Linked DNA regions of Mus musculus: regions 1, 2, 3, 4, 5 and 6 are each linked to region 7. The links are chromatin contacts, called in public Hi-C and promoter capture Hi-C maps. All regions are on one chromosome and are shown on one strand. The core of a region is the stretch at or near the end of the contact, and the rest is flanking DNA. Distances in the headings are between cores, read along the strand shown. Region 1 holds the start of Spred2 (sprouty-related EVH1 domain containing 2). Region 2 holds the start of Cct4 (chaperonin containing Tcp1, subunit 4 (delta)). Region 3 holds the start of B3gnt2 (UDP-GlcNAc:betaGal beta-1,3-N-acetylglucosaminyltransferase 2). Region 4 holds the start of Usp34 (ubiquitin specific peptidase 34). Region 5 holds the start of Actr2 (ARP2 actin-related protein 2). Region 6 holds the start of Cep68 (centrosomal protein 68). Region 7 holds the start of Ugp2 (UDP-glucose pyrophosphorylase 2).

Region 1 (3,126 bases), core at 130-2,629, 1.4 Mb before region 7:
AAGTGAAAACATGGTGCCCCCTTCAAAAATTGAAATGGATTTTAATATCGCAAATTCAGATTCCAGGCAAATCCACAAGTTGAGCCCTGGGTGCAATCCTGCTCGTTGTCTAGATGGTGCATAGGTCCTCTCAGAAAACCTCAGGCAGGTCCTAGGCCATGGTAGGAAAAATAATTTAAAGAGAGGTATGAAGAGATGGCTCGCAGTTAAGATCTTCCATAAGACTGTGGTTTAATTCCTAGGACCTACACAGAGGCTAGCAACCAGTTCCAGGAGATCCAACAGCCTCTCCTCTCTGCCCACAAATGGTGCTGACATGCATGGATGCATCCTCCTTCTGCCCCCGCACATTCAAAAAGAAAGAAGGAAGGAAAGAAAGAGAGAGAGAGGGGGGGGGAGGGAGGGAGGGAGGGAGGGAGGGAGAGAGAGAGGGAGAGAGAGAGAGAGAGAGAGAGAGAGAGAGAAAGAAAGAAAGAGAGAAAAAGGAAGGGAAGGGAAGGAAAGGGAAGGGAAGGGAAGGGAAGGGAAGGGAAGGGAAGGGAAGGGAAGGGAAGGGAAGGGAAGGGAAGGGAAGGGAAGGGAAGACGGGTCGGGGGTGGAGTAATGAGTTCCTGGGTCTCTCTTTGGCCAAACCCCATCAAAGGTAGTAATCTGTGACCCAGTAAACTAAGAGTAGACTTCTAAGAGCTGGAGACAAGAAACGTTATTCACAGACTGGATAATTTACTTTGGTGTTACCTTTAAACTTCATCTCTGCCTGCAATGCCAAAGTTTTATGGCTGTTTGCCTTTTGTTTTCTGCGTACATATTTTTAAAAATATGCCCGCTCTAGGTGGGCATGGTGTTGCATGACAGTAATCCCATCGTGTGGAGGCCAGCGGAGGCCACCTGCACTGCCCCCAACCCCCACCCCGCAGTGTTTCTCCAAACCCAAACTCTCTGGCAACATCTAAACTCCTCCCCATCTCCGCCCTCCGCCACCTCCCCCCTTGATTTTTAATCCGAAGGTTTGGAAGGAGGGAGGGACAAAACGGGAGCCAGATGTGCTCTTGTCTTCGGCTCCCGCCTCCTCCCTCTTGGGCTTCCTAAAACCCGGAGCACCGGAGACAAGGATTCGGATCCTGACAAACGCAGTGCCAACCATGCTGTTCCGAGGCTCCTCCCTGACTGGAAGCTAGCGGGAGGGGGAGTAGAAGAGGGGCACGCTCAGTAGGCGGGACAAAGTGTTTTGTGAGTGTGTTTTTTTCCTCTCTCTCTCCTCTCTCTCTTTTATTTTGGTCGCAAGTAGGAAGCTTTTTGCACTCCACCACCTCTGGCCGCTGGGAAGACGTCATCGCTTCCGCCCTACTTCCTCCTCCTGTTGGCGGCGCTGAGAATCCAATATGGAGTAAATCGGTGGAGTGGCGAGATGGGGCTCGGACGGGGCGCCCTGCACCGCCTCCCAGGCGCATCTCCCCCGGCCGCCGAGCACTACCCGGAACCCTGATTGGCCCGGTCCCCGGGGGCGACCCCGGCCCGGCCCCAGCGCAGCCGACTGCCCGCCCGCCGCCCGGAGCGTGCTTGTTTTTCTGCTGCTCTCCCCCTCCGGGTCCCCTTCCCAAATCTCGCCTCTGCACCCCCTCAGAGCCCCGGGGCCGTGCCCGGCCGGCCCACGGCGTCCGCTGCCTGGTGTGCCCCTTCCCAGACCTCGCCCTGATCTCGGGGCTCTCCATTTCCCCGCCTGCCTCGGCGCCCCCTTCATCTCTAGCTCCCCCCCTCCACCACCAAATCAGGAGATGTCGGAGATGTGAAGAAGGGGGGCGAGCGCACAGGAAGATGAAGGGAGCCAGGCTGCATGCCGCGGGACAGGCGTCTAGGTGAACAAGAAAATGACCGAAGAAACACACCCGGACGAGTAAGTTAGCCGCGGGTGGGACGCGGGTGCCCGGAGGGGTGGTGTGGGGGCCGCCGCCAAGGACGCAGGAGGGGACTCGTCGGAGGAACTTGGCCTGGGGTGCAGCCGCTGGCTGAGCTGTCGGGGCTATGCGCGAGGCTCTTGACTTGGCTGGGGGAGACGGCAGAAACCGCCTGGGGTCTGCAAGTCCAGGTCGCAGCCCGGGCCAAGGGCGCGCAAATGACCTCGGGGCGGTCCTCGGGCTGCGGGAGCGGAAGCTCTGACGCCCTCCACGCGGGGCATCCCGGGGTCGATGGGTCTGTGTGCATGGTGACTTTGTGACTCCTGGCACTGCTGCCCTCCCATAGCCCTCTCCGGAGCCCTCTGGGGCCCGGGCTCCGCCATTTCGTTTTCTTGAATCGCTCTCATTTGCATACCACATTTTCATTCATAAAAACACGGAGGAGTTGGGGGAGGGCCAGTCGGGCTCGGCACAGGGTCAGTGCGCCCGGGTCCTCGCAGCGGCCAGAGCGCGGGAGCAGCCTGCCGAGTCCCGGCGCGCGTGAGTGTGTGCACGCGCGTGTGGGCCGGCACACGCGCCCCGCGGTGTCGGGGCAGCACTGGGGGCGGATCCGAAGCGTGTGCAGCGAGGGCGGGAGAGCGTGCGGGGAAGCGCGCTCCTGGCATGTATGTGAGGGAGAGCGCGTGCCCGTGCGTGTGCCCGGCCCGCAGGCCCGAGGGGAACAAAGCTCTCGGTGCTTAGTCAGAGGTGCTTGTGCTCGCCCCTCGGGGAGACCCGGGCTTGTCACCGTCTCTGGGCCAAGTGGCAGCTGCTTCCCGCCTAAGTCGCACTTAGGTTTGGATCTCCGCTCTAGTAGTGTTCGAGGCGTTTCCCTCTCGGGGAGCTGGGGGCGGGGCTGCCCGTGGGCCCCAGCGGGTACTTAGCCAGGGGTCCTAGCCGTGCCCGGCTCTGAGACTGCTGTTCAGTGGCTGTATTCGCTCACCACTTTTTTTTTTTTTTTTTTTTTTTTTTTTGTGAATAAGACGTTCTCCTTTATTGTCACATGATATCCCTCCTCCCTTGCACATTCATAAATCCTGAGCCTGCCTCGGCTCCTTTCATTCAGTGCTGCCATTAGCCAAGGTAGCAGCGGCGCCTGCTTGGACTCCAGAATGGGTCCGCAGTCTCGGGGACGCTGAGGGGAGGGGGACCTGGAGAGGTGGAGCGGGAGTGGCTGGAGACTAGCTCCCAA
Region 2 (3,179 bases), core at 520-3,019, 1.6 Mb after region 7:
CTATTACAGAAAAAAAAAAAAGAATTCCCTGCGACGTCAGTGCATGAGGTTCTGCCCTGGGTGGGCAGTGAATTCAGCTCCCCAGCACGACAGACAGCAGAGATTGGCTTGCACCTCTTTCATCCCTTTCCCCGGGGAGAAGCATGTCTTCCTGCAGGCACAGTGAAGGTCTCTTTCAGATCGCTGTTTTGTCTCCTGCTTTTAAGAGCAGGAGAAGTCAGAGTACTTGCGTTAGTTATTTCTCTGTTGCTGTGATAAAACTCCATGACCATGCCGGGTGGTGGTCTCACCAGCCTTTAGTCCAAACTTTTTGGGAGGCAGAGGCAGGAGGATCACTGGGAGTTTGAGGTCTACAGAGAGTTAGTTTCAGGACAGTCAAAGCTACACAGTGAAACCTTATAACAAAAACAAACAAACAAACAAAAAACACACCACAACCACAAGGAAGGCAATTTATAGAGGGAAGAGTTTTGAGGGGTTTTATGGTTCTAGGACTTCATGATCACTGGGAAGCACAGCAGGGAAGCTTCACAACAGGTAGGCATGGAGAAGGGAGAGCTCACATCTCATATTGTGAAGAGGAAGCAGAGCACAAACTGGCTGGTAGCTTTTGAAACAAACTCAGCCTCCAGTGATATACTTACTCCAGCAAGGCTACACCTCCTAAGCTTCTCCAATCAGAGCTACCCACTGGGGACCAAGTATTTGAATGTCTAAAACTAGGGGAGACATCTCAAATCACCACAGTACCAGTACCTGTTCTCTTCATATAAGTCAGCTGTCTCAACAACCATAGAATATTTGTGTGCTTCGAGGGAGGGGTAAACTGGTCTTTGAAAAAGACGTGTCCCCCAAGGGGAGGCTTGAAAAGTTCATCTTAGTCTTAATAGAGTGAATGAATGTAAATGCTTCTCATAATTACAGGACTAAGTCCATGAAACAATTGTTCGTTAACCTACCGCAGGCATCTGGCACCTTATGGCTCTCAATTATTAACTGTGAACTACCACTGAATGAGTATTACCTATATAAACTCTGGTGGTCAATGATCATGATTATAGAAACCTTGGAAGTTTACCTAAGGACAGAGTCCTGGCTCTGTACTGGCTTCCACTGCCTTACTGGTTGACCTTGGGCTTTAGCTTCATCATCCTTTAAGTCTAGACGATGACACCTATTTCATGGGATTATGAGGATTAGTGTGGGGGTGGGGTGGGGGGGGTAAAGAGTGTAAAGATTTCACACTTTGCTCAGCAGATAACTATTAATCAGTTATTAGAATGTTTATGTTCCCTAAGAGTCAGTGGTTATGTTTATGGAAGAGGTCTTAACTAGAAGGCAGACTGGATTTGATAGGCAGTCACCGCCCCACAACTATTACGATTCTGTGCCGTCTAACTAGTGTATTTAAATCCCTAGGCAGTCAAAATATATACAAAAGGGAGGAAACTATTCATGGCACATCTCTCCTCCAACACCTTTACAAAGTGAATAAACTAGGAATAGAATTTGGAATTTAGACATGGATGTCCGTAAAAGGCCGGTTGCACCACACCCACTCCGGAACAAAGCCAGAGCTGTCACAGCTTCCTCAACAGCACTAGCAGAAGCTAAAGGCTCGGGTCCATCTAGAACGGCCACAGCCACGCCTATAAAACCTCCCGCTCCATCTCAGGCACAGGGAGGGGTGGACAGTCCGTAGCCACATCTCCGCGCGCAAGCTGCGCAGCCGGCGTGCGGCAGACAGCCCCTGACGTCACACCCGCGCCGGCTCTCCAGCAGGCCCCTTGCTCGGCTTCCGCCTTCTCTCCCGGCGTCGCTTTCTGGAAGGTTCGTGGAGGAGGCGGTCAGGGAGACCGTTACTCCACAGCAAGCCGGAATCCGTGTCCATCCGTCCTCCTGAACCCGCGCAGACGCCACCAAGGTCGCCATGCCGGAGAACGTAGCTTCCCGAAGCGGGGCGCCCACCGCCGGGCCCGGCAGCCGCGGGAAAAGCGCCTACCAGGACCGCGACAAGCCAGCCCAGATCCGCTTCAGCAATATTTCCGCGGCCAAAGGTATCACCCGGTCGCCGGCCCGCCTCCGGCGGAACGGCCCAGCCTCGCTGTGACCTTGGCCCTGGGTGGGTTGTGTTCCTTCAAGGTGGTCTCGTTTGCAGCTTTCTGCTAAGCACTCGGAGCGTGGAGGCCTCGGACACGCCCCATTGTGGGACGCCGAGCTCCTTAGTTCGTCTCCTGCAGGCATGGGCGGTGTTGGTCACATTGGCGCAGACAGCCGTTTAAAATACTGAAAGCAATGATCCTTGAGATCTGACTCTTAAGAACTAAAGCTTGGCTGTTTATCAAACCTAGTGGTAGACGACACAGTATTTTGAGCTTTCAAATAAAATTCATTTTACTTTTTCAACATTTTCAAAAAAAGTTCATTTAACTTATGAACGTTCTTTGGCTCCGTAGTACTAATCGGATAGTCACTATAAATTCCCTTAAACTGGCAGGTGGGCGACATAGGGTTGTAAAAGCACGTGGTGAAAACCAGACAGGCCGAGTTTTATTCTCAGTATGTGCTATTTGACGCGTCTGACGTCTAAAGCAACAAAGCCTTAAGAGATACTGCCAGGGTTTATTTGGGTTGGAGACAAAGATGCATGATTTGGGAAGTGGACGGGGTGTTGTTTTATCTTCTGAAGGTCCTAGGATCCAAGAAACTCTTGACTTCGCAGTGCAGCTGTAAGTTGGGTGAGGTGACAGTTGATTTGCAGGGTTGCTGGGAGGATTAAATGTGAAAGTGTATGAAGTAAACCTGACAAGTACTGCAGTCACCAGTCCAGGTGACTGGAATGTGTTGGTGCTGTGAGGTGTGTGCGCAGGATGGGCCTTAAGGAGTTGGAGACGCCAAGCTGACCAGGTGCTCCATGTGAGAGTCTTTTGGAAGTTTGGAGTGAATACCTGACACCTGGAAGTTTATTGAGTTCATTAATTACGTTTGTGGTAGTGGAGTCATTGGGATGTTGAAAGATGAATTCTAGAGTCAGATGAGTGACCAAGAGAGTGTACACTCTATTAAGAAATGAGTTTACTTCAGGCAACCATCTTAGCTAGGGTTTCTATTATTGTGAAAACACAGGTTATGTGGATTTAGTTATTAATTTATGTATATGGGTGTTTTGTCTGTATGTA
Region 3 (3,065 bases), core at 322-2,821, 1.5 Mb after region 7:
AGAGCTCTAGGACCGGCGTAAAAACTCCCCGGGGTTCCATCAGCTTTCATAATCTCTATTCAAAAGAAACAGAAGTTGGACTAGAACAGGAGGGAAGTGACCGGCCTGCCCCTGAGCCGGTCCCCTATCAAGTGCGCGGTCCAAACCCCACAGAAGTGCGCTACGGCTGGGCCCCGGTCCCGCCCTCCTAGCTCCACTCAGGTCCAGTGGCCCTCTCATTAACCATCCCATCACTTTCCGAGGCACAAAGAAGTACCCTGGAAGAACCTGTAATAACACGAAGCCCATTTTCACCCATTGGCTTCGAAACCTGGAAAAAGCTACGGCTTGGCGGGGAGCGGAGGGGGCAGAAGAACAGGTTTAATCGTTTGAAGCAGTCAAGTTGGGAGACCACAGTGGGCAGGGGAGCGAAGGCCAGCCACCCTGTATTTGGGGCAGGAGCGAACATGGGGCCAGCCCAGGTTACCCAAGTGTGCATTACTTTTCAAGATGACCTCGCACGCACTATGACACTAGAGAGGAGTCTTCAGAGCTTCCTTCCCACACAAGACCCGGGAGCTCAGAGGACCCTAGGCGAGTGCATTTGAGCAGGTGCTAGGTGTTACGTCCCCAGAAGGGTCCCAGCCCCTCAGGTGCGCCCACCTGCCAGTCGCAGGGCCAGCTCCCCAGGCAGTCCTGAGTCTAGTTAATCATTCAACGCGGGCGGCGTGGAATATTTTTTAGAGGTCAACGCGAAAGGTTCTCCTGAAGTTTCACAGAAACCAGTCTTTGGGGACCCGAAGATAACAGTGCCAGCGGATGGGGGTGAAAAGCGGCAGCCAGCGGCTCACAAACACCTGATCTGCCCCTGCGGCACCCTAGACCAGCGCAGTGCGCGGGCGGGGCAGAACACCGCCCGCGACGCTCCCCCGCCGCCCAGGCCCGCACCTCGTGCGCGGGGTACAGCGCGGCTCAGGGTGTCGCTGCCCTCTCCCTGTGGGTGCAGGAAGAGCGGAGGTCGAGCAGGTGAGAAGGTCAGGAAGGAGGTGGAGGCCGGGAGACTGGGGAGAAGGTGAGGAGGCTGTAAAGGAGGGGAGAAGGACCAGGAGGTGAGGAAGCCGGACAGGAGAACGGAGACCGGTGAGGATATCCGGGAGGTGAGGAGGCCAGGGAAATGATGTGCGGAGGCCAGGAAAGTGAGACTGGGAGCGGTGAGGGGAACCCGATGGAACGTATGCGCAGACAACGCAGGAGCCACAGAAGAGCGGCGAGAGCGCGGGGCGCCCACACCGGCCGGAACTAGCGCGGCGGGGCGGGGATGCAGGGCCGGTGCCCACCCACCCGGCCCTACCTTGTCTAGGGACACCTCCAGCTCGGCGGGGCGGGGCGGAAGACCGCGGCCGCATCCACGTCCCAGCCGCTCTTGCGGCTCAGCCCCGCGACCGCCGCCGCTCTCGCTCCATGCGCAATGCGCGGACGGGCGGCCCGGCGGGGTCTGGGCGGCTCCGGCTCGCCTCAGCTCCAGCACTTGTTGCCGCGGCGGCCGCTGAGCCTTACTCTCGGCCCCGGCTCCTGGCACCGCCGCCCCCTGCCGCGTCCCTTCGGTCCCGCCCCCGCCCGATTCTCCAATCACACGCCGCGCCACCGCGCGCGTCACCGCCGGGAAGGCCGCGCTCCCGCCCCGTGGCCCAAGTTTGGGAAAGGCCGAACTCGAACCCTCCCGCCAGTTGGCGCCCAGGTCCCGCTGGGACTGCGCCCCCGGGCCCTTCCCGAGCTCTCCGCCCCTCGTAGCACTGAGAAAACCTAAGGCTTCACTGGAGCGCGCGGTGTCCAAAGATTACAGTCTCCCCCGCTCCGCCAGGAAGTAGCCTCCCCCAGAAAAACAGCTGAGACTTGAGTCCCAAACCCTGCTGAGATCCAGGGTCTAGTGTAAACTCTTCAGCTACCAGGGCGTGGCGCTTGGTGAGAATTTGCCAGCCAGCACTGGCATGTAGCTAAGTCTAGACGGCTCCGAGTGGCTTGTGAGCGGGATCCACGAGGGGAGGTGAGAAGAGGGAAACCCAAGTGCACCTGACCTTTGCTCTCAGCGTACATAGTAGCGGCAGCCACCTAGATAGATGCCCAAGGCCTGAGGGTGGTGCCTATCTGGCCTCTTCGGACCTTCAGGTTATGAAGCCATCAAAGACACGATGAGGTCTCCACGTGGTTCCACTCGGGTCTCAGGAAGTCAAGAATGCAAGATGCGGGAGGCGCTGGGTGCGGAGTTCGCTCGGCGACTTCAGAAGTTGGGCTTAGCAAGACATCTGAACGCTGAACCCCCGTGATGCCGCTGGACTGAGCACCAACCACACCCAAGCATGGATCACGCGGGACCCGGAACGGTCCCCCACCCCCAACCCAGCGCCTCCCCAGGCTCCCCAGAGCGCTACGTGCCAAGGTGAGGCCCAGGAAAAAGCCGGGGAGACCGGATGGAGAAGTTGCTCTAGTTTGTAGAGCTGGGTGGGCCGGCCGAGTCGGCACGCCCTCAACACCGAACCTAGAGCCTGGTCCCCACAACCTGGGACGCGCTTGGAAGCTGCTTCCTCTCCCCTCCATTCTTATTGCTAAGGCCTTCGGTCGACCCTCTGGAGATAATCACACTGAGAAGTTAACACTCTACACCTGTTTGCTTTTTTTTTTTTTTTTTTTTTTTTTCAGAAGGCTGTCAGATGGAGTTAGTCAAAGGGATGCCATTGACTTTCGAGCGCTGGAGATTGAATTTCAGCCAGCTCGACCAAGACCACGAAGTCTTACTTACAGCCGCAGAAAGAAGTAAGTGCGAGTTGTTTGGGTTGAGCGCAGAGCCACGTGTGTACGGTCATCCACAAGAAGGAATTCTGAGTCAGTGGTTCTGGAAATGTTAAGATTGACAATCTGCAGACCGATCTGTTCTTATGTTTGTCACTACGTTCCCAAACAACAACAACAACTTGGATTTTTATATGTTCACATAAACTGTTAACCACTGTCACTCTGAACAAGAAAGGAAGAGAAATTGTATGCTTTTCTTGACTCTGAGGAATTTTTTCCCACGATTATATTTATAA
Region 4 (2,890 bases), core at 213-2,712, 1.9 Mb after region 7:
TTATTATATATGTAAGTACACTGTAGCTGTCTTCAGACGCACCAGAAGAGGGCATCAGATCTCATTACGGGTGGTTGTGAGCCACCATGTGGTTGCTGGGATTTGAACTTCGGACCTTCGAAAGAGCAGTCGGGTGCTCTTACCCACTGAGCCATCTCACCAGCCCGAGCTTCTAGTTCTTAATGCAATACCAAACTTAAGTTGGGTGTCCCTTTCACTTGTTTTCCACTCCTGGCTCCATTTCTTTTGGCACTGGGCAAATGGGGTTATAAAAGTCGCTCAGGCTGCCTTCGAACTCGGAGCAACCCTCCTGCCTGCATTTAGGAAGTACTGTCGTAAACCATCACGCCAGGCTTCGTTCCTCACGGTACTAGCTCTCGCTGTCTCTCTCTGATGAAAAAGCCTAATAGAGCGTTTCCGATGAAGAATGAATGGGTAGACACACACGTTGTAAGACCTCGTGCGTAAAAACGAGGTGTCACGGTTTCTCAACCGCGCCATTTCTAGTCCTGTCAAGGTGTTTCACTGCTGAGGATCCATGAGCCTCACAGAACCGCACGGCTGAGATAAACAGGGATTCAGGTTAAGACGCGCCCTGGGCTGTTCCATTCTCCCGAAGCCAGGTGGGGAGCGAGCCGCGGCGTTGCCAGCATCTGCTGACCCGCGGCCGTCTCCACCCTCAAAGTACCCGAAGGACAGGCAAACTTCACCGCTTCCCCTCGGGGGTGCGGGAGATCAGGAGGCGCCGCGCCGCGGCAGGGGACGGGGCGGGCCATCCGTCGCGGCTCCGGCCGAGTCTCCCGGAGCGCGGAGCCCGTAGGGGCGGGAGAGGCCGCGTACCCGCGACCCGCCCGCAGCCTCCGCCATCTTCCACTCACCCGCCTCCCCCCGCGGCGGCGGGCGGCGCGCTCCCCTTCCGGCCGCTGACAGAGATCCGGCTGGGCGGGGAGGGCGAGCGCGCACAGGGGGTGGACCGAGGGCGGGGAGGCCGGACGGAAGAGGAAAGGGAGGGCGGCCAGCGGCTCCGGCAGGGCGTGCGGCGTGTGTGCGGAGAGAGGCGGAGGGCGGGGGCAGCGAGGAGGGCGGAGGAATGAGTGCGCGAGGCGCCTCTCTTCGGCTCCTTCGCCTGGGCGGAAAGAGCCGAGCGCAGCCCGAGCGCTCCATTAAAATGGCGGCGGCGGCGGCGGTGGCCGCGGCGTCTGGTCGGTGGTGAAGTGACTCTGCTGCTTCTCTCCCCACCCACCCCTCCCTCTCCCCTCCCCCGTCCTTCCCCCTTCCCCCGCCGCCGGCGCCTAGGCGCCCCTGAGGCCTGCGCTCCCCTCGCCCCCCTCCTCGCCCCCGCCCGCTCCCGCTCCCGGGCCCGCCGGCCCCCTCCCCCACCCGCGGCTCCCCGCCCCGTCCTCGCCGCCGCCGCCCGCCCTCGTCGCTTCCCCGCCCCGCCGGCAGGCCGGCCCCCTCCCCTGCCTCCGTCCCCTCCCCCCCGCCGGTCGGGATCAGTCAGCGCGATCCTAAGCGGGGGAGGGGGGGGCGGCGGCCGAACGATGTGCGAGAACTGCGCAGACCTGGTGGAGGTGTTAAATGAAAGTAAGTCGCCGGGTAGGGGACCCGTCGGGGTGCACGGTTTGGGGGTCCCTGGGCTGTGCTCTCCCGCCTTGCCTGCCTTCCCGGCCTGCGGGCTGCGGCGACCGGGCCGGCCCGGCGTACGGGCCTGTGTGCCCGGGAAGGTGCGTGGTGGCGGCGGCCGTCGCGGCGCCTCGGGCCCAGGCCGCCGGGTTACCTGGGCGCCCGAGAGGCCGCGGCGCAGCCCCGGCCGGGTCCGGCTTGGGCGGTCTCGGAAAGTTTCCTCATTACAGGTGTCAATTAATGAAGGCACTAATGAGCCCTTCCGCCCCTTTCCCCCTTCGAGGAAGGTGTGGGGAGGTGGGGTCGGAGGACTAGGCTTTGCTCTGCAGTCCGAGCCTCAGGGCCGCCCTCTTTGATTTCCAGCGTGCTGGGGAGGCCTCGCTTACCTGCTAATTTTCGTTAAAGTCCGTGGGAGAAGGGTGGTGATTTTTCCATCCCTTGAGGGTGTGTGGGTGTATTCAATCCATCTGCCAGCCCTTAAATAGCAGAAATTGAACTGCAATAGTGATGATTGGAACCGTCTTACCTTAATTAAAAATAAAGGTGATAGTATTTCTTTAGTACCATTCGTCGTTTAAGTAGTAAAGTCTATTATAAGGAGATCTCTACCAACGACAACCACCCCGAGTTAGTCATGGTCTGTCTCTGAAAATGAGAGGCCTTACTCCTTATTCTTTATTATTGTATTACATATTTTATTTTTGGCCTTGCAAGATTGCATTTCTGCTTAAGAAACAGGGAATATTGCACGTCAGCCACTTGTGGGCCCAGAGGTGGTTTAGATGAAAAGATAATTTACACAAACTTGATTTGTGACAAATATTCATTTGAGGTATTGGAATTTATATTCAGTGTGATATTTTGACAGATTTCGAAACTACTTATTCCTTTTAATTCATTCATTTAAAAAGTCTATTTGTAGATTGTAATTCCCTTTTGGTTGCTTAATTTTTACTTTATTATGTGCTTGAGTTTCACTTTAATGGCTAAAAGGTTTATAATTTATTTTCAGCTATGTATTTAGTTCCTGACAGATTAAAGTAGGTGTTTTGTATATATTCAAACTACATTTTCCCATATCTGTGTCATCCTACATTTTCCTAGTATTTTATAAGGTTATTCCTATTTTGACATAAATTTCATTCTTGGTAGAAGTGATATGGTAAACATAGTTCCTTAGTACTTATTTCAGTAAAACATTTTGTATCTTAGAAATACATTGATGATTGTGACTCTCTGTTCTCCAACTTGAAAGTACTTAATTGTT
Region 5 (2,795 bases), core at 266-2,765, 1.3 Mb before region 7:
AGCAAGAACAACCAGTGCTCCTAACTGCTGAGACGTCTCTTTGGTAGTAAGATACTTTTTTTTTTTAATAAGTACTTTTATAAGAATTTCTGAAAAGTTTAGCATTTATAATTTAGCTTAAATATAGTGTAACAATACAGGCTTTGCTTTAAAAACCTTTTTCCTGATAATTTAGAAGCTTTATAAAATTGTACCATTTCCCTCACTGCTTTATCCTTTATCTCAAAAAATGAGATGCATTTTATGTATCCCTTCATGAAGTCTGCAAATATAAATATCTCTAATGAGCACATAAATGGGGTTGCTTAAAAACCTTTAAGTTACTGAATCTTAGGGCTGTTACCACAGCAGTGGTATGGATGTCCCTTTGTATTGTTACCTATCCTATTCTAGCCCAGATTTAGCTTAAATGAAGCTAGTACAATAATTGTCAAAGTTTGTAACAAATTCAACCAAGGGCACTATAATGGCAGTGAATACCAGCTCCTTCCCCTTTCAACAATCTGGCTTCAAAGGTGTAATTCAAGTAAAATCTATTTTAATTTGTGTGTCGTCTCTGTGGCAGAGAGGAGAAAAGTCACAAAATGTTGCAAATCGCTAAAGGAGTCAGAAACAGTTGCATCTTCAAAACTGGAACTTTGATGCTCCACCCTTTTAACTGGGGATAGAAAGAAACCAGTTGCAACGAGTTTTCTGAATCAGAACTTTAGGCTTATTTTGACATTTTTAGCATCTTCAAGACTAACGTGTCTATCCTGTACTTAACAGAAAAAAAAAATGAAGCAGAGGAGGAACCAGAAATGATCCAACTTCCCACTAGAATTTACTTGAGAGGTCCTAGGTCTATAATAGGGCGGCATGCAAAGCAAGAGGTGAAGCAGGAGCTGCTGACCATCCCCCTCTCTCAAAACCACAGACGACAAGGACAGCCCACACGCTCTCCCGGGGCAGACTCCAGCCGCGGCCCGGGGCCTGACAGCACTTCCTCTTTTCTCTGCGGAACCCGTTTCCTGCCTCGCATTCGGCATCTTTCGCTACACAGGAAGAGGAAGGCCGCTAGGTCTTGTATGGACGAACACAGGCGAGCCTCGGAAATGGAGACCTCCTCGCCACCGAGGGACAGGGCCTCTCACCGTCTAGACCCATCTCTCGGCACGCCGGCGGATGCTTGCGAGCGCGCGGGGACAGGTTCCGCCGCCTTCGGGTGCAGCGCGGGTAGCCTAGCTCCGGGCCACCGGCTCCGGGCCGGCCGGCGCCCCCCGAGAGCTCGCCCGCCCGCGCGCCTGCCCGCGCCCCCGAAGCCCAGCCGCGCAGCCGAGGGGCCCGCGCGCACCCCGCACACACACGCGGCCGCCCCGCCGGGCCTTACCCCAGTGCCGTTGTCGCACACCACCACCTTCCTGCCCTGGCTGTCCATGGTTCGTCCTGGTGAGCCGCCGCCCGGCCTGGCCTGCTTCCTCCTCCACACGGCCCCGCCCTCGGCCCGCCGCTCCGCCCAAACCGGAAGTCCCCGCCCGGCAGCCGTTCCAAGAGGGCGGTGCAGAGAGAGAAAAGAAGAGCGGGGACTGGCAGCCGAGAAGGCCAATGAGAGCTGTCCGGCGCGGACCCGGGCGCGCCCTCTCGCCTCGTTCTGCTTCCGGGGCTGCGCTTGGCTGGTGGGGCGGCGGCTCTGACCAAGTTGTCTCGGGACCTAGGGCGCGGCCGGGCCGGCTGTACAGGAGGCAGGCAGGTGAAGGCCGGAGGGTGTGTGGCGGGACGGCAGTGGAGAAGGGTGGAGCAGCCGGCTAGGAAGACCGAAAGCCACCTGGAGGTCCCGAGGCATGATGTGTCATTGCTCCTAGGCCTGGGTGGATACACCTACAAGTTTCAAACCTCCGGTTTATTCCACACCTCCAGTTGCATGCAGCCCTAGGAGCCTGGCGGGATGCTTTCGTTTCTTTCTGCTTCACCACTTCCCTCTTTGATTTTCTCAAACAGGAACTCACCATGTTGCCAAATGCAGACTTTAAAATTGAGGTCCTCTGTAACCTCCCTTGGAAACAGGGACAAGTGTTACACGCACCTCTTTAAGAAATTGAATATGCACCCGGGCACTGTTGGCGTTCGCCTTTAATCCCAGCACTTGGGAGGCAGAAGCAGACGGATTTCTAAGTTGGAGGCCAGCCTGGTCTACATAGCAAGTTTCAGGTCAGCCAGAGCTATAAAGTGAAACCCTGTCAAAAAAGAAAGATAATGCTTTCACTTAGCGCATAGTGGTGAACTTGCTTTCAATCCCAGCACACAAGTAGAGGCAGTTGGATTTCTGTGAATTCCTGGCCAGCCTGGTCTATTTACAGAGCTAGTTCTAAGACAGCCAAGGCTACAACAAAGAAACCCTTTCTCGAAAACAAAGAACAAAACTCTTTCCTTTAATTTTAGTTTAGTTTTGTTTTCTGAGACAGGGTCGCATTGTCTATCCTTGTGTTAAAACTAAGAATATTAAGTTAAAAAGACCAAATCCATGATTGTCCAATTGGAGCAATTTTGGGGTACACCAGGACTGGCCAACCACCTGTCTCACCGCTGCCGGTCGCTTGAGGTCCGTTTTATGGGCGAGATGTGAGCGAATTGTTAGATACAGTGAAAGGGAAGAGTCAAGGGTCAGAGTATATGTCATGTGAATCCCAAGTTTAGCTAGGCTGAAAACTTGTTTTGCAGTTTACATCAGACCTAAGAAACAGAAACTTATTCTTTTTTGTTTGTTTGCTTTTGTTTGTTTGGTTGGTTTTTTTTTGTTTTTCGAGACAGGGTTTCTC
Region 6 (3,149 bases), core at 149-2,648, 1.1 Mb before region 7:
GGGTGGGTGGGTGGGTGGGGCATCTTAAGACAGGTCTCTGTGTTTATATAGCTCAGTCTCAGAGATCCACCTGCCTCTCTCTCCCGAGTGCTCTGGTAGGTCTAAGTATTTCTTCTTATCTTAGGTATTTTATAAACCTTGGAATTGGCACTATTACTCTTCCTAGCCATGTTTTTTTGTCCTGTCGTGCTGGGGCCTAAATTCCACTTTATAGATGAGAGAACTAAGGCACACGTGAATTTATCCTGAATTAGTAGTATGAAAGGGACTAAAGTCTGAATTGATTCAGAGAGCCCAGCTGCTTCCTTAACCTGTAAAAATAATCCAACAACTTAAAGGCTTTTAAAAGTTCCGGTTCCCTCAACGTTGGGCTTCACTTGTTCTTGTTTTCTTTTGGTTTCCTTCCCTTACAGACCTTTCATCCTGTTAGGGGGCGGGGAAACCACTTCATTGCCAACCCAGGCCCATATGGGCTGCCCAGAGAAGGGTATGTTTTTCAGTTGTGGGGGTAGGGAAAAAGTTTTTAAAAGCTTCTGTGATGATGTGAAGCTGGGTTCCCTTACACCCACTGTTCCTAAGTGATCCAGAATTTAACCCAGTCCGCTGGAGAGAACTAGGTGAGTAGTGGCTTGTATTTGAACCAAGCCCAAAGCAAAAAGTGTCGCAAGCTGTATACCAGACTACCTCTTTCCTTGTCTCGGACCCCATCAATTCCCAGTAAGGTCTACTCTGCTCGGGCACTGGGAGTTTTTAGCTTTTATTATTATTTTTTTAATTTTTAATTGAATAAAACATGGTAATTATAAAATTACTAAGTTTGGGGCATGTGCTCCCGGGCTGCTGAGACTGGCTAACAGGTGACAGATGACAAGGGTAGATCTTAGAGATAAAAAGTGCGCCGCTTTGCTTTCCTCCTCCGGATGCGTTCACTGGGCCATGGAAGCAGCAGCCGTCCAGACGCGAGCGGCTGTGGCTGTGACCCGCCGGTTCTCCGCGACCAAGGTCGACGCGCGCACAGCTGCATGGGGCTGCCAGAGGTGCGGCCCCACGCGCTCTGCAGGCCGCGCTGGCCCTCCACAGCCTGCCCCTCCGCTCGCCTCCACCCGGCACGGTCCGCAAGATGGAGGCGAACGCGCGAGGCGCCCCCATCGCGGCCAGCCTTTGTGCCCTCCAGGCCGCGGGCCTCCCCCAGGGTCCCCCACGCGGAGCCCCGGGCACGAGGGGAATGCCCCGACTCGAGTCTTGGCGCCGCGACACTCGAGCCGGCCACAGCCTTTTTACCTCACTCCACACCGCCGCACGTCCCGAGCGACCCGCGTAGCTGGGCCAGGGTCCCAGGCGGCGACGACGGGGCCTCCCGCGGGCGCCCGCACTCCTGGGGAGGGAGGGCCAGGCGCCCGCCACGCCCTCCGCCCTTGCCGCTTCTCCGCGGAGGACGCCCCATGAAGCAACCAATCCAAACTCTCCGTTCGGATGCTTCACCAATCCACAGCTCGTATCTGCCATGGGAACCCGCCCCCTGCAGGACCCTGGCCTATGGGTGGCCGGAGCTTCTTTCTCCGCTGTCCGGACGCGCGTGCCAGCTGGGTGTTCGCGGTCCTGGCGTCCACGCAGGCCCACGCGGATAGCAAGGCGCGCTCTCCGCGGATCGAAGGCTTGCGGTGTTTGGGTCGACGTGCTCTCCGCGGCTGGGAGGGTGGTTCCAGGCTTGGTGCTCCCCTTTTGCGTTGTGTGGAACCCCCAGGGCATGTCCGAATCTGGGCATCGGGCAGAAGTTGGGCGAGGGGACCAGGTGTGGGTCGAGCTCCCTCCCTCCCCCCACCCCCGGCCCCTCGCCACCGTCCTGAGACTCTGAGGCTCAGGAGGCCCAGCCTGTCTCACCAGTAGTGGGAGAAGGGACTTCCACAGTGTTCTGGGCCTGTGAAGTTTAGAGAAGGAGCTGGACTGATCTTAACACGACAGAGACTTAATCCAACCTAAGACCACAAACTTAACTGCCAGGCTGGCCTGCCTGGCCATAGTGCTCCTTCTGCCTCGGCTTCCCCAGTGCAGGGAGTACAGGCAAACCCTATCATGCCCAGCTTTTTATTTGGCTTTGTTTTGTGTGTGTGTGTGTGTGTGTGTGTGTGTGTGTGTGTGTGTGTGGAGAGAGAGAGAGAGAGAGAGAGAGAGAGAGAGAGAGAGAGAGAGAGAGAGTGAGTGTAAATTTCATCGTATCCCAGGCTGAATTTGAACTCCTGATTTTGTCCCAGTCTTCCCCATACTGGGTGTTTTAAAGTAAAAGTGTATTGTTATATGCAAGGCCTTGAATTCTCTCTTCAACCCAGAAGGAAAAAGTTAAAAAGGAATTCAGAACCGAAATGTGTCAAATAGGTAGGTAGCATTTACCAGCGTGTATCCAGTTACTTGTTTAAAGGAAAAAATAAATAAAGGACGTATGAAGTCATTTAGCAGTAAATATGGTAATGCGATTGAGCACCTGGATGGTCTCAACCAGATGTGTTCTGTACTCTTCTTTGACTTTGGCCCAGCGGCCTTCTCTAAGTGTTCTTGCTCAGTTGGAAGGGCGTCCTGAAACACAGAAGCCCAGGAACCACACTGCTCTAAGAGGAAGCCTCCTAACTGAGGTGTTGCAGCTCCCAGGGGGAGGGTATCCCCAGCTCAGCCCCACTCCTGTTCTTTCCTTCTCTTCATTGCTTCTTGGCTTCTGATGAGAGAGTACCACCAGGCAGCAAAGCTCATAAAAGATATTTATTGGAGGGTCCAAAATGTGGAGGGATGAATCCAGGGGTGGCCACCTCCGCTCCAGGAGCAGAGAGCAGGGAATTGAACAAAGAGCAGGGCTTATATAGGGTTTCTTAGTGGGTGGGGCTTTTCAGGACAGAGATTTCCAGGATGAGGATTGGTAGGATTTCAAGTCCTGAGCTTGGGGAGCTCAGGGATTGGTGGATTCTTGTGCTCAGGGATTACTATGTTTTTGTTTGAAGCTCAGGGATTGGTGGGTTTTTTTTCCCCACCCCTTTTCCTTGCATCGGGCCTATGGGTTGGGATGGGAGGACCTTCCCAGCCACAGGCTGCTTTGGCTGAGGCTCCATCACTGCCCAGCTGCTTGGGGAGGCTGGACGAGGTGTTGCCATTGTGAACAGCTC
Region 7 (3,143 bases), core at 48-2,547:
TGGACATCCCTAGCATAACTTTAAAAGGAAAGGGGAAAGGTGCATGGACAGTCACTGAGGATCACGTGAAGCGGTTGCAAACTTTACTGCATGTATTAAGCAAGATGGCTGAAGCTTTCACACACTGGGGTCTGGAAGGAAAGGCTTCTTATAGGCAAACTCTATACAGTTTTGTGACAGAAGTTTAAGGCAGCACCCAATTGCAATACTACAGCTTGGTTGAGGGGTATTTGCTAAATGCATTATTTACACATATACAGATTTGAATGGTAATTTTCAAATTTAAAGAAAGCATAATCTTTCTATATTAAAAAAGAAAAAGCTAAGAGCACTGCAGCAAAGTCATTTCTCTGACTGGTATGACCTCCAGTGTCTACAAACTACTGATTTCGCAATAAATTACTCTGAGACTCAATCCACGTACACACAGAAAAGAAGTGGAGAGCTTCCTACTAGTCTTGACAAACGCATCTGCCTGTCCCTAGCCCTCTGGGTTTCCTTGTCCCACAAAGATAACTAACTTATCATCGAGTGCAAGAAGGGAACAAGAATTAATCAGCAGTCAAAAATCCTGTTTTGATTTTTACAATTACTATCCACGATGTCAGAATACTATTAAAACTGATTTTAGAAGGTAGAAATAACCCCTGCAGGGCGCAGAGGCATACAAACACGTATATGAAATGCCAACCCAATAAGTGGCGCAAAGCAGCTTAAATACCAATTTAACCAAAAAGGTCTGGCAAACGGTATCACAAATGAACACTTCCAGTTACAAACTACCCACTTACTTAGAGACTACCAATATTCAAAATCGGACGAAGCAGCCAAGAGACAGAAAGCAAAATGTCTTACCTTGTACAAATCTCGACATTTTAGGATCTTATTAAAATAATCTGGCTTATAATTTTCAATTTCTAGAATCTACGTTGTAAGGAAGGTCTCTCTCCCTTCCCTGCAACCGAAGTGTTCTTTCTCCTCCGATGTTTAACTACTTAAAGAAGAATTCGGGGGGAAAAAAAATCAAAACTAGTCTTTAAAAAGAAAAATCCTGAAGACGGAAAACTTGGTGGGACCGACTCAGCTTGGGAGGGAACTCCAGGCTACTCAGCGATCCCGACACCAACAGGGGACGACTGGAGACTCCGGAAAAGGTAAAACCAGACGAACTTAAATTTCATCAATGGAGAGGCGGACCTAGAGCCGCTTCACCGCCCTCCGGTCTCCACGCCCTCTAGGGCAGGACTGCCGCAGGCCCCCGGCCGCACCCCGAGGCCCCTCGCCGGCGGCCGTCCAGCGGCGAGCTGCTGGCGCCCCGTGTAGATCGGGAGGCGGGGAGGCCGGCGAAGGGGCAACGCAACCTTTTCTCCAGCCCATAAATAGCCGGGACTCGGAGATGCTGCGAATTCCGCACTCGGGCAGACAGCTGCCCGCGGCCTCCACTGGCCGCCCTCCCCTACGCAGCCGCTCCACACCAGGGCCCGGCTCGCCCCCTCCCTGCCCCCCGGGCCTGGCCGCCCAGACCCCCCGGGAGGCCTGGCCCTCCCTGACACGCCCTCGCCCGCCCGCCCGCCCGCCCCCTACTCTTCCACGCCCCACTGTCGGCCCCCGGCCACGCCTTTCGGAGCAGGACCCCACAAGGAGGTCGCTCGGAGCCCGGCCCGCCCCTTAAGCGACACCCACCTTCCTATTCCCTCGAGGGCTGAGAAGTTGGGGGCCTGGAATCAGGTCTCGCACGCTGCACGAGCGTGGCCGAGGCGACCTCCCCTCCGCTCCCGTCACACGCAAACACCTGGAGCCTGGCGCCAGCGTGCGCAGCCCCTGACCCTCCAGCCCGCCGCCTCCGGACACCGGAGCCCCCACTTTCGCCACACACCTCCCCTCCCCCTCCTTCCCCCCTCCCAATGCGGAAATGTCCCTACTGCTCAGAGCGACAGGCACAGCCGCCAGTCCGGAGCCGAAGTTTGCCTAAGGACCTGGCCAATGAGACACGCGGAGGTGGCAGGGGGCGGGGCGTTCGAGGCCCGAGGGAGGCGGGCGCAGAAGCGAAGGCGGGAATCCCACGCGTGGGAGCTGCACAGGCAGCAGCACGGTGCCAAGCACGTCTGTCTCTGCTTGCTGTTTGCAGATGCCACGAGCGTGTGAGAAAACCGAAGCGTGTGCTTGTGTTTGCACTCCACCAGAATTTGCCCGTTGAGGAAACCTTGAACTCCCCTTCCTCAGGGACACCAGGCTCTTCTCAAGAGGACCCAAAGGCTCTGCCACCAATTAGGGTTTGAGGAGGGTTAAGGCAACCTTTTCAGAATCAAGTAAAGGGATGGGATGTGTGTGGCTCACCAACAGGAGGAGGGCCTGGGGGCGTCGAAGGGAATGCCAAATAAAGGCTCTCCAGAAAGAGCCATCACTATTCGCCTTGCCTCGAATCCCACTCCTGGGCACGTTTGTGCTGGAATTGGGCGTTTACTTTTCTAGCCAAAGTGAAAATGACTTATTATCCTTAAGATGCTGATGATAGATCTTGAAGTCTCCAAAAGAAAGATGAAGTTAAAAGCCAGAACGTTGGCACCCGTCTGGGGACTCCCTGAGGTGTGCCCAATCACAGCTAGTCTTGCCAACCATTTAAGCCTGTAAGACTGCCTGTCTTCTTTAACATTCTCGCGTTACCCTACTTGGTTTGTCAGTTCTGTAACCAAGCACTTCCAGAAGGGTTTGAAATGTACAACATTATTCAGCCAAGGTAAATGAGAATTTCTAAATTATTCTCTAGAAAAGAGAGAGCTTTCATTATTCAGTCCTTTGGGTTCATATGGAAATGTTATTAAACAACACAGGAAAAGATAGTGTTCATGTTGCTTATGTAGAATCCAAAAACCTTAGGCATCCAAATATCTCAGCTAAGAAAATAACTTTCTCCAAATGAAAAAAATTTCTAAAATAACAAATGACGTCAGTTTAATAACGACACTTGCTCTGGAGTTTTTGCTTAGACTCTACATCCTCTCTGAACAGTAGAGAAATTGTTCCAGCAGTGAATGAACTATATTTATCAGTCAGTGTAAGCACTAAAACAGAACCAAAGACCTGGGGCTCCTCATGTAAGTCAGCCTGCAAAAACTTACGTGCAACAAGGAATCTTTAACTTT

What was found. Promoter capture Hi-C pulls out the DNA fragments that hold promoters and counts their contacts. A called contact is a pair of places that touch in the nucleus more often than the background predicts. Capture Hi-C pulls out chosen DNA fragments and counts their contacts.
Region 1: a promoter capture Hi-C map of liver shows a contact between it and region 7, with 2.6 times the contacts expected there. The contact joins the promoter of Spred2 here to the promoter of Ugp2 in region 7. A contact is called at or near these places in 1 of 39 promoter capture datasets (pre-B cells), 3 of 115 datasets of contacts at active chromatin or transcription factors (astrocytes, pancreatic cancer cells and thymic regulatory T cells) and 1 of 9 other capture datasets (liver).
Region 2: a promoter capture Hi-C map of the 3T3-L1 cell line shows a contact between it and region 7, with 5 times the contacts expected there. The contact joins the promoter of Cct4 here to the promoter of Ugp2 in region 7. A contact is called at or near these places in 8 of 39 promoter capture datasets (the 3T3-L1 cell line, the C10 cell line, cranial neural crest and 3 more), 1 of 115 datasets of contacts at active chromatin or transcription factors (astrocytes) and 2 of 9 other capture datasets (adipose tissue and liver).
Region 3: a promoter capture Hi-C map of liver shows a contact between it and region 7, with 2.5 times the contacts expected there. The contact joins the promoter of B3gnt2 here to the promoter of Ugp2 in region 7. A contact is called at or near these places in 2 of 39 promoter capture datasets (hippocampal neurons and liver) and 1 of 115 datasets of contacts at active chromatin or transcription factors (astrocytes).
Region 4: a contact with region 7 is called in a Hi-C map of cardiomyocytes, with 7 times the contacts expected there. The contact joins the promoter of Usp34 here to the promoter of Ugp2 in region 7. A contact is called at or near these places in 1 of 484 Hi-C or Micro-C datasets (cardiomyocytes) and 1 of 9 other capture datasets (liver).
Region 5: a contact with region 7 is called in a promoter capture Hi-C map of pre-B cells, with 4 times the contacts expected there. The contact joins the promoter of Actr2 here to the promoter of Ugp2 in region 7. A contact is called at or near these places in 2 of 39 promoter capture datasets (hippocampal neurons and pre-B cells), 1 of 115 datasets of contacts at active chromatin or transcription factors (memory CD8 T cells) and 2 of 9 other capture datasets (adipose tissue and liver).
Region 6: a promoter capture Hi-C map of pre-B cells shows a contact between it and region 7, with 3 times the contacts expected there. The contact joins the promoter of Cep68 here to the promoter of Ugp2 in region 7. A contact is called at or near these places in 3 of 39 promoter capture datasets (the C10 cell line, hippocampal neurons and pre-B cells), 3 of 115 datasets of contacts at active chromatin or transcription factors (double positive thymocytes, large pre-B cells and pro-B cells) and 1 of 9 other capture datasets (liver).

What each region holds. Positions count from the first base shown.
Region 1 is chr11:19,923,063-19,926,188 of GRCm38.p6, forward strand. Spred2 (sprouty-related EVH1 domain containing 2) reads left to right here and starts at 1,380. Exons shown (of 6, transcript NM_033523.4): 1 at 1,380-1,894. The coding sequence starts at 1,869.
Region 2 is chr11:22,988,824-22,992,002 of GRCm38.p6, forward strand. Cct4 (chaperonin containing Tcp1, subunit 4 (delta)) reads left to right here and starts at 1,770. Exons shown (of 14, transcript NM_009837.1): 1 at 1,770-2,057. The coding sequence starts at 1,931.
Region 3 is chr11:22,858,164-22,861,228 of GRCm38.p6, forward strand. B3gnt2 (UDP-GlcNAc:betaGal beta-1,3-N-acetylglucosaminyltransferase 2) reads right to left here and starts at 1,572. Exons shown (of 2, transcript NM_016888.5): 1 at 1,331-1,572.
Region 4 is chr11:23,305,433-23,308,322 of GRCm38.p6, forward strand. Usp34 (ubiquitin specific peptidase 34) reads left to right here and starts at 1,463. Exons shown (of 80, transcript NM_001190401.2): 1 at 1,463-1,584. The coding sequence starts at 1,542.
Region 5 is chr11:20,111,436-20,114,230 of GRCm38.p6, forward strand. Actr2 (ARP2 actin-related protein 2) reads right to left here and starts at 1,516. Exons shown (of 9, transcript NM_146243.2): 1 at 1,370-1,516. The coding sequence starts at 1,417.
Region 6 is chr11:20,248,026-20,251,174 of GRCm38.p6, forward strand. Cep68 (centrosomal protein 68) reads right to left here and starts at 1,399. Exons shown (of 7, transcript NM_172260.3): 1 at 1,282-1,399.
Region 7 is chr11:21,369,332-21,372,474 of GRCm38.p6, forward strand. It overlaps Ugp2 (UDP-glucose pyrophosphorylase 2), which reads right to left and starts at 1,298. Exons shown (of 10, transcript NM_139297.6): 1 at 856-1,298. The coding sequence starts at 874.